2 separate regions of the Rattus norvegicus genome follow, and region 2 is linked to region 1. Evidence: chromatin contacts called from public Hi-C data. All regions are on one chromosome and are shown on one strand. The core of a region is the stretch at or near the end of the contact, and the rest is flanking DNA. Distances in the headings are between cores, read along the strand shown.

Region 1 (6,148 bases), core at 1,617-4,116:
CTCACCACTCACCAAATGCTGCAGAGTCCTCCTGAAACATTCCCCTTCCTTCACACCATGAACAAAAGTGTCACCATATAGTGAACCCCACTGTTCAAGCTCCTCAGTCGGTCAGACAGCAGCGGCTGGAAGGTTTGTAGAAAGTTCTTCTCTCTGTTCTGGCTTGTCTCTACCAGAAAGCCATCTCAGACTCAAGACAGTGTACTCTCCTACCCTCTAAAACCTCTGGCCTGGAGAGGACTCAAAGATCGAAGAGTTCAAATCAATCAAGCCAGCAACATTTTAATATGACTGATTCACAGTGATAGTCTAAAGAAACAGATATCTGTCATTTCAGGTTAATTCAATAAATACATGAATAAATGATAATTATGTGTTGGATGACAAAAAAGCTGGGAGTCTTGATGAATCTTTAAGAGACGGCAAAGAAGCCCTTTTGGCACACAGATCCACATCGCATACATAATACACCGTACACATACATGCCACATACACATATACACCACACACACACCATACATACCCACAAACGCACACACAGTCTCACAGAAGTTTAAGTTGTAAGTTCTCCAAATGGTAGCTTTGATGACAAACGCATCTTAGAGCTCAACACTCACCCTGCTTCTGTGGTTAACCCTTCCGAGGCTCATTCTGAGCGCTAACCCCTGAGCCTACACAATACTGACAGCTTCTATTTTAAGCCTAGTCTTCAGAGGGAATGGGAAGAGGGAGCACTTGAGGACGCTGATGCAGCTTGGTTACTGGGTGGGGAACAGAAGAGAAAAACTTGCTGACCCTTCCGCCAGTGTATGGAGAAGCCAGTTATCACAGCAGTGAAAGTCTATGGTGGTAGGATAGTCTCAATTCGTGTTTTTACTATTGACCCTGCGGTATACACGCGGTTTCTGTCATGGTATGGGTGTGCGATGCGCCCCCTGGCTTGTATGTTTGAATCCTTGGTGTCCAGCAGGTGGCGCTGTCTTGGAAGGTTGTGGAACCTTAAGGAGGTGGAGTCCGCTGGAGGAGTCGTTCACTGGGGCTGCTCCTGAGGCTTCCTAGCCAGACCCTGTTTTTTGTTCCGCCCCTGCTTCCTGACTGTAGGTGTAATGCGATGAGCCAGCTCACACTGCCTTCCACCATGCCTTCCCGGAAGTGATGCACTGTGTAAATAATTCACCCCTTAACGTAGGTTCCCGTTAGGTACTTTCAAGGAGAAACATAACCAGCACAGTTTCCAGGAATCTCACCCTGCCATTCTTGCTTATTATTTTGAGCAAAACCGCCTGCTTCCTTGTGTTGGTAGCCCTTTAGGGCCATAGCTAAAGACATTCAAGTGATAGACTGTGCCACATACTGGCTCTGGCACCCTTACCGCAGCCCCAGGGTAAGACAGGATCTTATCTGGGTGAGAAAAAAATTCTCCATGAACACAGAAGAGAGAGAGAAGCAGCCCAGAGTTGATGGCAGTGTCATGGTGGTAAAATGTTCAAATGCTCAGTTAAAAGCAGGAGGAATTTTACAGCTGTGTATGTATGCTGCCTTCACTGAGACAGTAACACCACTGAAGGGCTGGATCTCCACTGTGGACTCCGATAGCCTCCATTCCACTGGTCTGAGCAGTGAACGTTAGCAGCAGGCGTTCAAGAGTGTTACAACAGAGGGGGTTTCCTCTCTAGCAGTAGTCACAAGCCTGCGGAAGGGTCCTAACGGTTGTGTGGGGTATATAAGTCTTCAGAGAAGGCACAGTCTGACTCGAAGCATCTCCTTGGCTAGCTCCATCTGCCTGAAGCTCTTCATGCCTTTGGTTAAAGAAAGGGCTGCACTGAAAATGCAATTAGAGGAAAAGATGGCGGAGGTTTCAGCTCTGGGCTTCTACTCCACCCCGTGAGGCCACTGCTTCAGATCAGCTAGAAAGGAATCTTGACAAAATGCATGTACCTTACACATGCAAAACTGGGTGGAGTGATTGGACATGTTAACATTAATTAGGAACTTCAGGGGGTTTGTTTGTTTTTTAGTCATAGCAGTGCCAGATGAACTGGGACAGTCAGTACCCATGACTGTTGTCATGTTGTGTTGCTGGGGGAGGTGGATGGACACTTTAATCGAGTAGGGTGGAACACGGTGCAGCCATCTCTGCCAAGGAGCATCGTGGGATTTGCATGAGTGTGAAGAGAGAAATGAAGTGTGGTGGTTTGAATGAGAATGTAAGGTCTTGTATTTGAATGCTTTGTTCCCAGTTGTCGGACCATTTAGGAAGGACTAGGAGGCATGGCCTAAACTCACTCTCTTTCTGCCAAGTGCTTATGGACCAAATGTAAGCTCTCAGCTACTGCACTGGGGCTATGCCCGCCCGCCCGCCTGCCTGCCTGCCCGCCCACCCGCCCGCCTGCCTGCCCGCCCACCTGCCTTCCTGCCTGCCCGCCTGCCCGCCCGCCCGCTCGCCCGCCCGCCCGCCCGCCCGCCCACCGGCCTGCCTGCCCGCCCGCCCGCCCGCCCACCCGCCTGCCTGCCCGCCCGCCTGCCACCATGCTTCCCACCATGATGATCATGGCAGTAACCTCTGAAACTGTGAGAAAGCCTTCTCTTCAATGCTTTCTTACATAAGCTGCCTTGATCCTGTTGTCTCTCCATAGCAACCATAGCTAAGACAAGGGGGAATCTGCTAGCTGTAAATGACATGATGTCGGGGGCCACTGCTGCGCCTGGTGTTCCTACTTAGCTAACGTTTTTTGCTAGGCAAAGCAAAAAGCCAATAAAGAAACTATCCTCCTTTCTAGAGCATACCACAGGGATGGAATAAGCCTTCGAGTCCACATTTGCTGAGTCCCCACTCAGTACTAAGCCCTGAGCCAAGTGCTGTCCCTCTACGGGCCAGGAAGCAGCTGTGGAGTGTGTTGCCATAGCAACACGAAGCGAGCCTGCCCCACTTATGTTGAGCATTCCAAAGGTTCCTCAAACAGAAATAGACTTTTTTCACACTTCCTGAGAAGATCTGTTGTTGTTGACTATTTGTTTACGTCTCACCATAAAGTTTAGTGATCACACGATACGAAGTGCTGTGGAGAAATGAGGAGGCCTCCCACACCAGCACGATGTTTTCTCTGAAAGATTACCATCGACCTGACATCTAGGCAGAATATCACTCCAGCCATTAATTCCAGCAGCCAAAATGAGCTTTTGTAACATCTCTAGGCAGTTCATTTCCCAGCTCCCCCCGACCCCCAGCTCTGCAGTCCTCAACATATCATGAAGGAGCTAAGTAGTTAAAAGAAGGAAGATCATGACAGGAACCAAGATCTAGCCATTCCTGTAAATGGGCTGGGAAGCTTCTTCAAACGTCCAGAATTAAGGTGCACTCTGACCTTTCCAATCCCACCGGGCATTGCTGGCTGGAGAGCGCCACCTACCGCTCACCCTCTGCTACTCTCTGTACAGGAGCCCCTTTGTCAGCTCCAAGCATCCTGACCTCCCCACGCCAATGCTAATATTTATAATTACCAATTGGATAAGTGCATCTTGGGCTGTGAGATCAAAGAAGAGGAGAAAAGCGGCCTCCGAACGTGAGAGGGAAGTAAGACAGAAGGCTTGAAACTTCTCGTCACTCCAGACACCTGCTCCTAAGGATGCCTGGGGACTGAATTCAAGGGCAGAGGCAGCTGGCAGCACAGTTTCTTTCTTTCTTTTTTTTTTTTCTTTTTTTTGGAGCTGGGGACTGAACCCAAGGCCTTTCGCTCGCTAGGGAAGCGCTCTACCACTGAGCGAAATCCCCAACCCCAGCACCAGAATTTCTTTACCCCTGACCATATAGAGAAGTAATAAAGGAGAATCAGGAGGCAAAAAGACAAAGTTTGGATGACAGAGCCAAGGAAAGAAACTGGACAGAGTAGCTAAGAAAGATAAACTGAGCTCTACTTTTCCTTACCCATCCCTTTTTCTTTTTTTTCCTCCCTTCTTCTAATTAACCAGCTTAGCCACTCAGATGGAGATCCACATTTGAATCTGCCTGATCCAAATGTCTTCCTTCAACTACTGTGAACACTATGAAAGTCTTATGCGAGACCATTTGGAGACCACTCTACAAAGTCCGTGAGACGATCTGGAAGCAGGCGGTCATCATATCTTTTCTTACACAAAGCAAACCAAGACAGCAGAATACTGAGACGTTCTAAACAACTGGTTCTTGCAGGGTGAAAGTCCTGGCTTGAAGTGCTGGTTTTCTGTGGTATAAAGTTGGTGCCAACTTTAAGCCATCAGCTGAACACGGAATTGGGAAATTCTGCACATCCATCAGTACCTCTCGGTCAAATGAGCTGACCCCATCATGCCACAGCTCCACCTGTGTGACCGTCCTGGGACTCCCATACACATGCAGGACTTGAGCCTAAAGTGGACTGTGGGACTAGCGGGGTGAGTTTAAGAAGGTGGGCTCTGGGTTAGGGTTTTATGTCAGTTTGTGTTTTACCAGTTTCAGTCCTGAGTTGGATTATCTCTTAACTTTCCCTGTAGTAAGAGACACTTCTCTCTGCCTAAGAGCTTCCAGCTGTACCTTCTTCTTGCTGCTGGGCTTGAAAGAAATGTTAGCTCTTCCCAGGTCCTCAGAAGCTTCCAGTTGCAGCTGGAGTCTGCTCTATTGCCTCTCAGCTGTGCACTACACCCTGGCTACGTCATCTGTCTTCCTGGGGAGGACTGTGCTGCTTCTCCAGAAGCTCTTGGAGTCTACAGCCTTTTAAATTGCATGGGCTAAATCTTCATGAAATAGTGTTCTTTCATTAAAATCTGTCTCTCTATCTACTCCCAATGTCTGATCTGCTTCCCCTTCTCAGTGAGTTTCGAGCATCCTTGGGCCCTCCTTGTTACTTGGCTTCCTTGGGTTTGTGCTTTGTAGTATGACTACCCTATACCTTATGGCTAACGTCCACTTATTTGGGAGCACACAGCATGTGTATGTGCTTCTGGGTGTGAGTTACCCAACTCAGGATGATATTTTCTAGTTTCATCCATTTGCCTGCAAAATTCATGATATCCTTGTTTTTAACAGCTGAGTAGTACTCCATTGTGTAAATGTACCTCATATTTCTATCCATTCTTCAGTTGAAGGATGTCTAGGTTGTTTGAAATTTCTGGCTAGTATAAATAAAGCTTCTATGAGCATAGTTGAGCAAATGTCCTTGTGGTGTAATGGATCATCTTTGGGGTATATAACCAAGAGTCTTGAGGTAGAACTATTCACAATTTTCTGAGAAACCACCAAATTGATTTCCAAAGTGGTTGCACAAGTTGGCACTCCCATCAGTAATGGAGAAGTCTTCTTGCTCCACATCCTTGCCAGTATGTGCTATCCCTTGAGTTTTTGATCTTAGCCATTGTGACCAGTGTAAAGTAGAATCAGAGTCATTTTGATTTTCATTTCCCTGATGACTAAGGGTGTTGAACATTTGGAGAGGGAGTGGGGAGGGGGGAACAGGAGGGACCAAGTGTGGGGAGGATGGATGTAGAAGTGAGAGAGAGAACTGGGATTGGTAGAGGAGGGGGCATCTCTGAGACATGCAGGACAAGGAAAACTCCCAGGAATCTATGAGGGTGACCCTACCTAAATTAACTCCTGGCAGTAGAAGATATGAAACTCGAACCAGCCGCCTCCTGTAACAAGGCAAGAACTCCAATGGAAGGATGGAGACACCAACCTATCCACAAAAACTTTGACTCACAATTTGTCCTGCCTACAGGACGCACAGGGATAAAGATGGAGCGGAGATTGAGGGACTGGCCAACCAATGACTGCCCAGGTTATTGGGCTGGAAAAATGGTTCAGTTGGTAAAATGCTTGTTTTGCGAGCACAAGGACCTGAGTCCCATCCCAGAACCTACATTTTATAAAACAGTCAGACATGGTGGTGCACTGGTAATCCCAGTGCTGAGCAGGGAGAAATGGGTGGATCTCTGGGGCTCAACAGCCAACCTACTTGGTGAATTCTAGACCAATGAGATACCCTGTCCCCAAAGAAATGCCTAAGGAACAATAACCAAGGTTGACATATTGTCGGGGCCTAACCTTGGGCTTGGTCCCCTCTGAAGCATCCAAGGGGGAAGAGTTTTGTCGGGGATAAGGGTTGGTCTTGCCAGAGAGTAGGGCTGCTTTCTATAA
Region 2 (6,148 bases), core at 1,394-3,893, 150 kb before region 1:
TACCTTACCAGACTCATGCGCACAGTAACACATAGTCCATAGCTGCCTGTGATATTTTATAAATATATAAGTAATATATTTTAATAAATATATAGGTGACATATTTTACCATAGCAGTATACATAATTTTACAATCAATGTTTTATCATATAATTTTTATGCACATATGTATCTTCACTTTGAAAGTAAATAATTGGGCAAGGGTAGTAAGAGGTCCTGGTGGCCTGGGATTCCGTATTTCTTCTTCACTGAGTCAGCTCTTCACAGATGCTGGAGTTTTGTTGTTGTTTCTGCTTTCAGATCCTGTGGTTCCGGTTCCTTGGAAACTAGCTGTCGAATTGGGGTTTTTTTTGTTTTGTTTTGTTTTGTTTTGTTTTGTTTTGTTTTTCTTTCTAAACCTCTGGTGTTTAGCTATTAGCTTTGTACTGTAATCTGGTAAGACATTTTTTCTGTTTTACTCAACCCCAGAAAAGTCCTAAGATACTTTCTTAATCTCTTCTGTTCTCAAGTTGTAGCCTAATGTGTTGAGGCATATCTATCTTTGGTTAATTTGCTGGGCACAGTGTAGGGTCTTGGTATTTAAGGATACCCTCCAGTCCCTTCTAGGAATTCTCCTGTGTTTCACATTTCAAATACATTTCTACCCTTTGGTATCCGTTTTGTCTCTAGAACTCTCTTTAATAAAGACTCAGCTGTTCTATGATTGCTCTTTCTCCACCACAGCTCTCTCTCTCTCTCTCTCTCTCTCTCTCTCTCTCTCTCTCTCTCTCTCTCCCCCCCTCTATCTTTGCTTCCTCCTCTTTTTCTACTTATACTTGGTTCTGTAATCTGTGAAGTTCCCCAAGCTCAGTTCATATTATGACTTCCACAGATATGCAACTTTTAAATTTCAACCTCTTATTTTCAAGTTTCAAAACATCCCTTTTGCTTGTCAACGGTACTTTTCAAGTGTTCATCTCTTCATTCTGCTGGGTACCTGTTTACATAGTCTTGAGTACTTCTGAGATACTGAATTAGTTCTGTTTGTTAAGTTCTCTTCTGTTCCCTAATTGCCTTTTATCTTCCTGGGACATAGGCATGTCTGTCTTTCTTGTAGGCTTTCCTTGGATATCTGAGGAGTTTTGACTTTGGTCTCTTCAGATGTCAGAGTGAGCTATAAGAGGACACACGATTATGTGTGGTTCTGTAAGATAAGTCAACGGTAGGCTTCTGTGGTTGGATATATCCTTGAATAAGTCATATAAAAGAGTACCTCGAGCATCTATGTCTTCTAGAAATGAGTTAAAATAGCCACCGTGATGAGACTTTAAGGCTGATTCCCTAGAAGAATGCCCAGGTCACCAGAGGAACACAGTTGACCCCAATTCTCTCTGCTCCACATTGTCACCTGCTGAGTCTCAGCGTGAGCTGAAAATAACCCTGCCACCTTCTACTGGTGCCTCTCTGCCTCCCTGGCAAGGCTGAAGAGCTCACAAGCATCTCCCATGGGTTCCTACGGGACACTCTGCCAGGGACTCAAGTATCACATTGCCGACTCTCTTTTGTTTACTGTGAATTTTGGATCTGGTTGGTTTATTATAATTTGCTTCTTCTTTCTTGCCTTTGGTACTTGAACTCAAGTCAGGTAATGGGAGGACAACCCCCATCCCCTAAATTTTTGCTCAGCTAATGGGTTTTGCAATCTCTGGGTTTGGAATTTTCTTTTAATAGCCTTCACTAATTGCTTCATTTGGAAGGCGTCAGTGTCTACCATGCCCGTGTGATGAAAGAGAAAGCAATGATCTGCAGTGCCAGGGTAGGAAGCTTAGCCTGAAAGGCGAGCACCAGGGTCAGCTCATAAGTCAAGCATGGACCGACCGCATACTGTAAATAAGCACAGGGACGGTCTTGGACCCCGAGTTCAGTGGACTCACGCTCTGGGCGTGGTTTGCTAGTTAGGTCTTGCAGAAATATGAGGCTCTGGCTGGGCAACTGATTCATTTATTCCAAAACTGTCTTTGCCTGAGTCTCCACAGAGCAGAGTCAGGATGAACAACACTTAGGATCGCATGCCTGTGTCCAACCCTGACCTTAACAATTATCCCTCCCCTCTCTAAACCTTCACTTTCTTATTTGTAAAGAAGGAAGATTGCTATTTACCTCACTGAGTCATACTAAAGGACTGAATTTTCTTTTTTTCTTCCTTCTTTCCTTCCTTCCTTCCTTCTTCCCTTCCTTCCTTCCTTCCTTCCTTCTTCCTTCTTGAAGACAAGGTCTCACGACCTTGCCCACGCTGACCTTGAACTCACTTTGTAGCCCTGGCTGACCTCGAGCTCTTACTCTGACTGTATATCTTAGTATATACCACCACGCCCAGAACCAGGACTGAGTTTTAAATGCACTGGTGGCAGTCTCAACACATAATAGAGTCTTGGTGCATGTTCTTTGCCCTCCCTCTAGAAGCCACACCTGTCCAGTTTTTCCTACAAGGAGCTAAGAAGTCCTCACCAGCCTGACCTGGACAGTGTGTACGGACACCAAGGAACACACGAGTTGTGTGGCGGGATCCAAGCTTTGAAAAACTTGCATTTCCCCACAATTATGTGATTCATGAAGGACCTTGGAGAACAAGGACAAATTTGGAACAGCTGAGAGGACAGTGGGTTAAGGCTATTCAGTGCAAGCCTGTGACATTGGGAAATACATTGGATTAAGGCTGTTCACTGCAGGCTGTGCAGTTGAGAAATTGATGGCGTTTGGGGTTTTTAATTTATCATCAGTTATAGTGGACATATCTTGCTCAGGCCATTTGTAATTTGCCATGGTTTTCCCTCTTTTCAGTCTTCCTTTTTAGGCTGTGGGCTTTTCTCAGAATTGAGCTGGAGGAAGAAACACAGGGACTGTGGGGCACTTACCCCTTCTCTGCCTTTCAGAACTGGATGAACCGTTTTAAAGGGACAGCGAGGCATCCAGAGAAGTGAGTTAGATGAGTGGTTCAAAACAGTCTCTTCTTGTTGTTGTTGTAGTTTTAGCTTAAAAGAAACCGAAACAAACATGACTGCTGGAATTCCATGCATAGAAAAAGTGGGGGTGGGTGACCTGCTTTCCAAAATGTCTGGGAAGAATTCTTCATGGTACAGAGCTAATGCCCCAAGGACTGTTTTTACACTTCCCAAGAGGCTTCAGAGGTGGTATAGAGAGGCCTTGGACAACATATCTGAAACACTTTTCACCGTTTTGGGAAAAGCGGGGGAGGGGTATTTTGAAAATTGGCCCATGATTGACTGTTCAGAATGGGTAAACCAGTACCACTTAGAGGTTTTCCAACCGCCAGTACACAGAGAGCTCGCTGAATTGAATGGATGAGGGTGGCCATGTCTTCCCCATTTTCCAAGTTGAAAACACCTTTACTTACTGAAGTTTGAGAGACCTGCAAAGCCTATGGCCGCAGGTTCCTTTGTCGACCTCAGGAGAACAGGCCAATGACTTTTTAAAACCTGTGGTTTGTTTGAGTACAGGAAACACCCACGTGAGAGCCAGCTTTAAAGGAAAGCGTTCTGTGGAAGGAAAGTGGAAATGTTCACCTGGTTAGAGAGGAACCTCTGAGGAGTGGAGGAGGTCTCTGCGTCTGCGGGTGTTTCATCTTTCGTTGAGGTTCTGCTTCAGATAATCTCCAGGCTCGCTGCCCATCTGAAGGACACATAGTTCAGGCTACTCACAGTGAGGCAGTGTAACCCAGTGGTCAGGTCAGATGCTCCTCAATCAACATTCCCGGCTCCCTGGCCACTCATCACACCTTGAACCTAACAGTCTCCTTTTCTCTGTACTGTGGAAATGGTGTGTACCGCCGTGTTGGGTCACTATTTTGTTTAAAAGGATGATGTGTCTTGTTGGTTAATGCCAAGTATATGTTAAATATTTAAATATTGGTCTCTGAGCAGAAACATTAGGGATATTTACTTACTGCCTCAGTTTTATTAAAATCTGAAGTTCTATTATTCCTTTGACTTTTGCTATGAACCCATACTAATTGTGCCACCCTGAGGACACACCTAGGGACGAGGACACACGCAGTCATTTCTAGGATTACTCTTGGATCTTAAACAACTCTCTGAAATCATAGCTGTGACCTACAAGACTCATGCAGTGAACATGAGTCTATAAACAGCCACAGGGACTTTGGCTAGATGGACACATCTGGGTGACTCAGTAGGAAATACTAAGTATCCTCTCCGGTCTGAAAGCTACCAACCTGCAGATCTCACAAGGGAGGGAAGGACAAGTGTTGGCAGCTTTTGGCTTCAGATTCCATGGAATCTCTGGTGATTTCTTTCTTCAGGTTTCTTCAACATTGAATCCAATCCGGGGGGGCATGACACTTGTGGACAGCTTTGTGCCAATAGCTGTTTCTTCCCTCTCTCTCTCTCTCTCTCTCTCTCTCTCTCTCTCTCTCTCTCTCTCTCTCCCCCCCTCCCCTCCCTTGGTCCCTCTCTCTCTTCCCATCCCCCCTCTCCCCTGGGTTTCTGGGGACAAGCAGTGTTTTCTCCAGAAGCTGAGCAAGGCAAGGCAGTTTGAGCTTCTCTCTTCACTGCTCTTGCACCTTCCTTCCTTTCAGCATCTTGGTTGGAGGATTCATGGGTTAACACATGACCCTGCTTTGATGGTTCAGTGTAGGTTAAAGGAGTCAGGAAGAAAAAGAACTAAGGGAAAAGGTCAGGAGAAATTCACTCACATCTTTTCACTGCGAAGGAAATGAGCTAATGTATCTGTATATATAATATCTTTATCATATATAAATATATGATAATTTTTATTTTTGGGAGTTATTATCATATCAGTTTCTCCCTTTCCTTCTTCCAATTCTGCCCAAGTCCCCGTTCCTTGCTCTTTCTTGAACTCGTGGCCTCTTTTTCTTCAATTGTTCAACACACACATATCTACTCCTCAATATATGCATACAACCTGCTCAGCCCATATGTTACTAGTGTGTAGAATTTCAAGGCTGACCACCCTACATACAAGTAACACATGACCCGAGGAGGCTCTTCTCTGGAGAAGACTGTCCCTCCCACTCCCAGCATTCCTTGGTTGCCTGTGGTTCTCTGTCTAGGGTTCAGCCTGCTGAGCTTTCACTCTCCCGTGTTAGCATGCCAATTTGTGTCACCTTGTCCAAGGCTTGTTTAGGCAGCCGTGCTGATAAGACTTCATAGGTGGGGCTTCTCTGACATTTCTAGAGGACACACTTTTACAGCAAAGCTCCTACTACTTCGGCTCTCACAATCTTTCCGCTATTCTCTTCCACAGGATCCCTGAGCCTTAGAGGAGGTCGTCTTGTAGATGTGTGAGCTGGGTCTGGGCTGCCAACACAGAACCACAAGCTGAGCCTGACTTCACCTCGGTTTGCTTAGGAACCTTAGATGTAGCCAGCTTGCCCCATCCATGGCCCCGGGGGGGGACCCAGCGCGTTCCAAGGGTCCCCAAGAGTTAGCCTGATTCTGAACTAAGAGCATGCACGGTTTTCCTGGCAGTTTCGGAAAGCAGAACAATATAAAGCAGCCCGGACAACTTTCATTTGCTCAGGAGCTCGCAAGTCTTCAGGTTCCCTCCAAGTGGGCTCGGGTTCCCATTCCGCCGCTGGGTTCTTTCTCCTCTCAAGTCAAACTGTTATTGGACAAGTTATTGTCTGGTTCTTTACCCTCTTTATGTTTTATCTTCCACTCCTTTGGATGGGTCTTAATTTGATGTGTGTCCACTGGGACCACGCTTTCACACTGCAGCCACAGCAACTGAGGCATTTTCTTGTATTAATTATAGTATGGAGGCTACGGAGTCAGATTAACCAGTAAACTGCTGAACAAGCACGAGGACTCGAGTGTGGATCCCAGCACCCAGGTAAAAACCAAGCCTAGGAGCACTCCTGTGCTAAGGGGCAGGGCTTGGGGAGGACGCAGGCAGATCCTCGGAGTCCATTAGCCAAATCAATGAGTCCCAGGTCCAACGAGAGACCTTGTCTCACAGAAACATAAGGTGAAGGGATGGTGACATAGATCAGTCAGTAAAGGCATTCTCACCAAACCTGAGAACCTGAGAACCTGAGTTTAATTCCCTGGGATCCAGAGAAAAAGAGAGAAGCAAATTCTACAAGCTGCCCTTTGACCTCTACACGAGT

What was found. Hi-C and Micro-C count contacts between places; a contact is called where the count stands out from the background.
Region 2: a contact with region 1 is called in a Hi-C map of the A7r5 cell line, with 2.3 times the contacts expected there. The contact joins two enhancer-like sites. A contact is called at or near these places in 6 of 12 Hi-C or Micro-C datasets (the A7r5 cell line, Schwann cells, frontal cortex and 3 more).

What each region holds. Positions count from the first base shown.
Region 1 is chr8:19,026,764-19,032,911 of GRCr8, reverse strand. It overlaps LOC134480141 (a long non-coding RNA gene), which reads left to right. Exons shown (of 2, transcript XR_010054321.1): 2 at 1-392. Among named protein-coding and RNA genes, the nearest start is that of Fam76b, 58 kb to the right of the region's middle. Within about 2 kb of position 2,866, at least 43 of the 93 cell types and tissues checked have an H3K27ac peak or open chromatin away from gene starts, as enhancers often do. A contact at or near this core is called in the A7r5 cell line, where this site is marked.
Region 2 is chr8:19,176,651-19,182,798 of GRCr8, reverse strand. No RefSeq gene overlaps it. Among named protein-coding and RNA genes, the nearest start is that of Fam76b, 210 kb to the right of the region's middle. Within about 2 kb of position 2,643, at least 9 of the 93 cell types and tissues checked have an H3K27ac peak or open chromatin away from gene starts, as enhancers often do. A contact at or near this core is called in the A7r5 cell line, where this site is marked.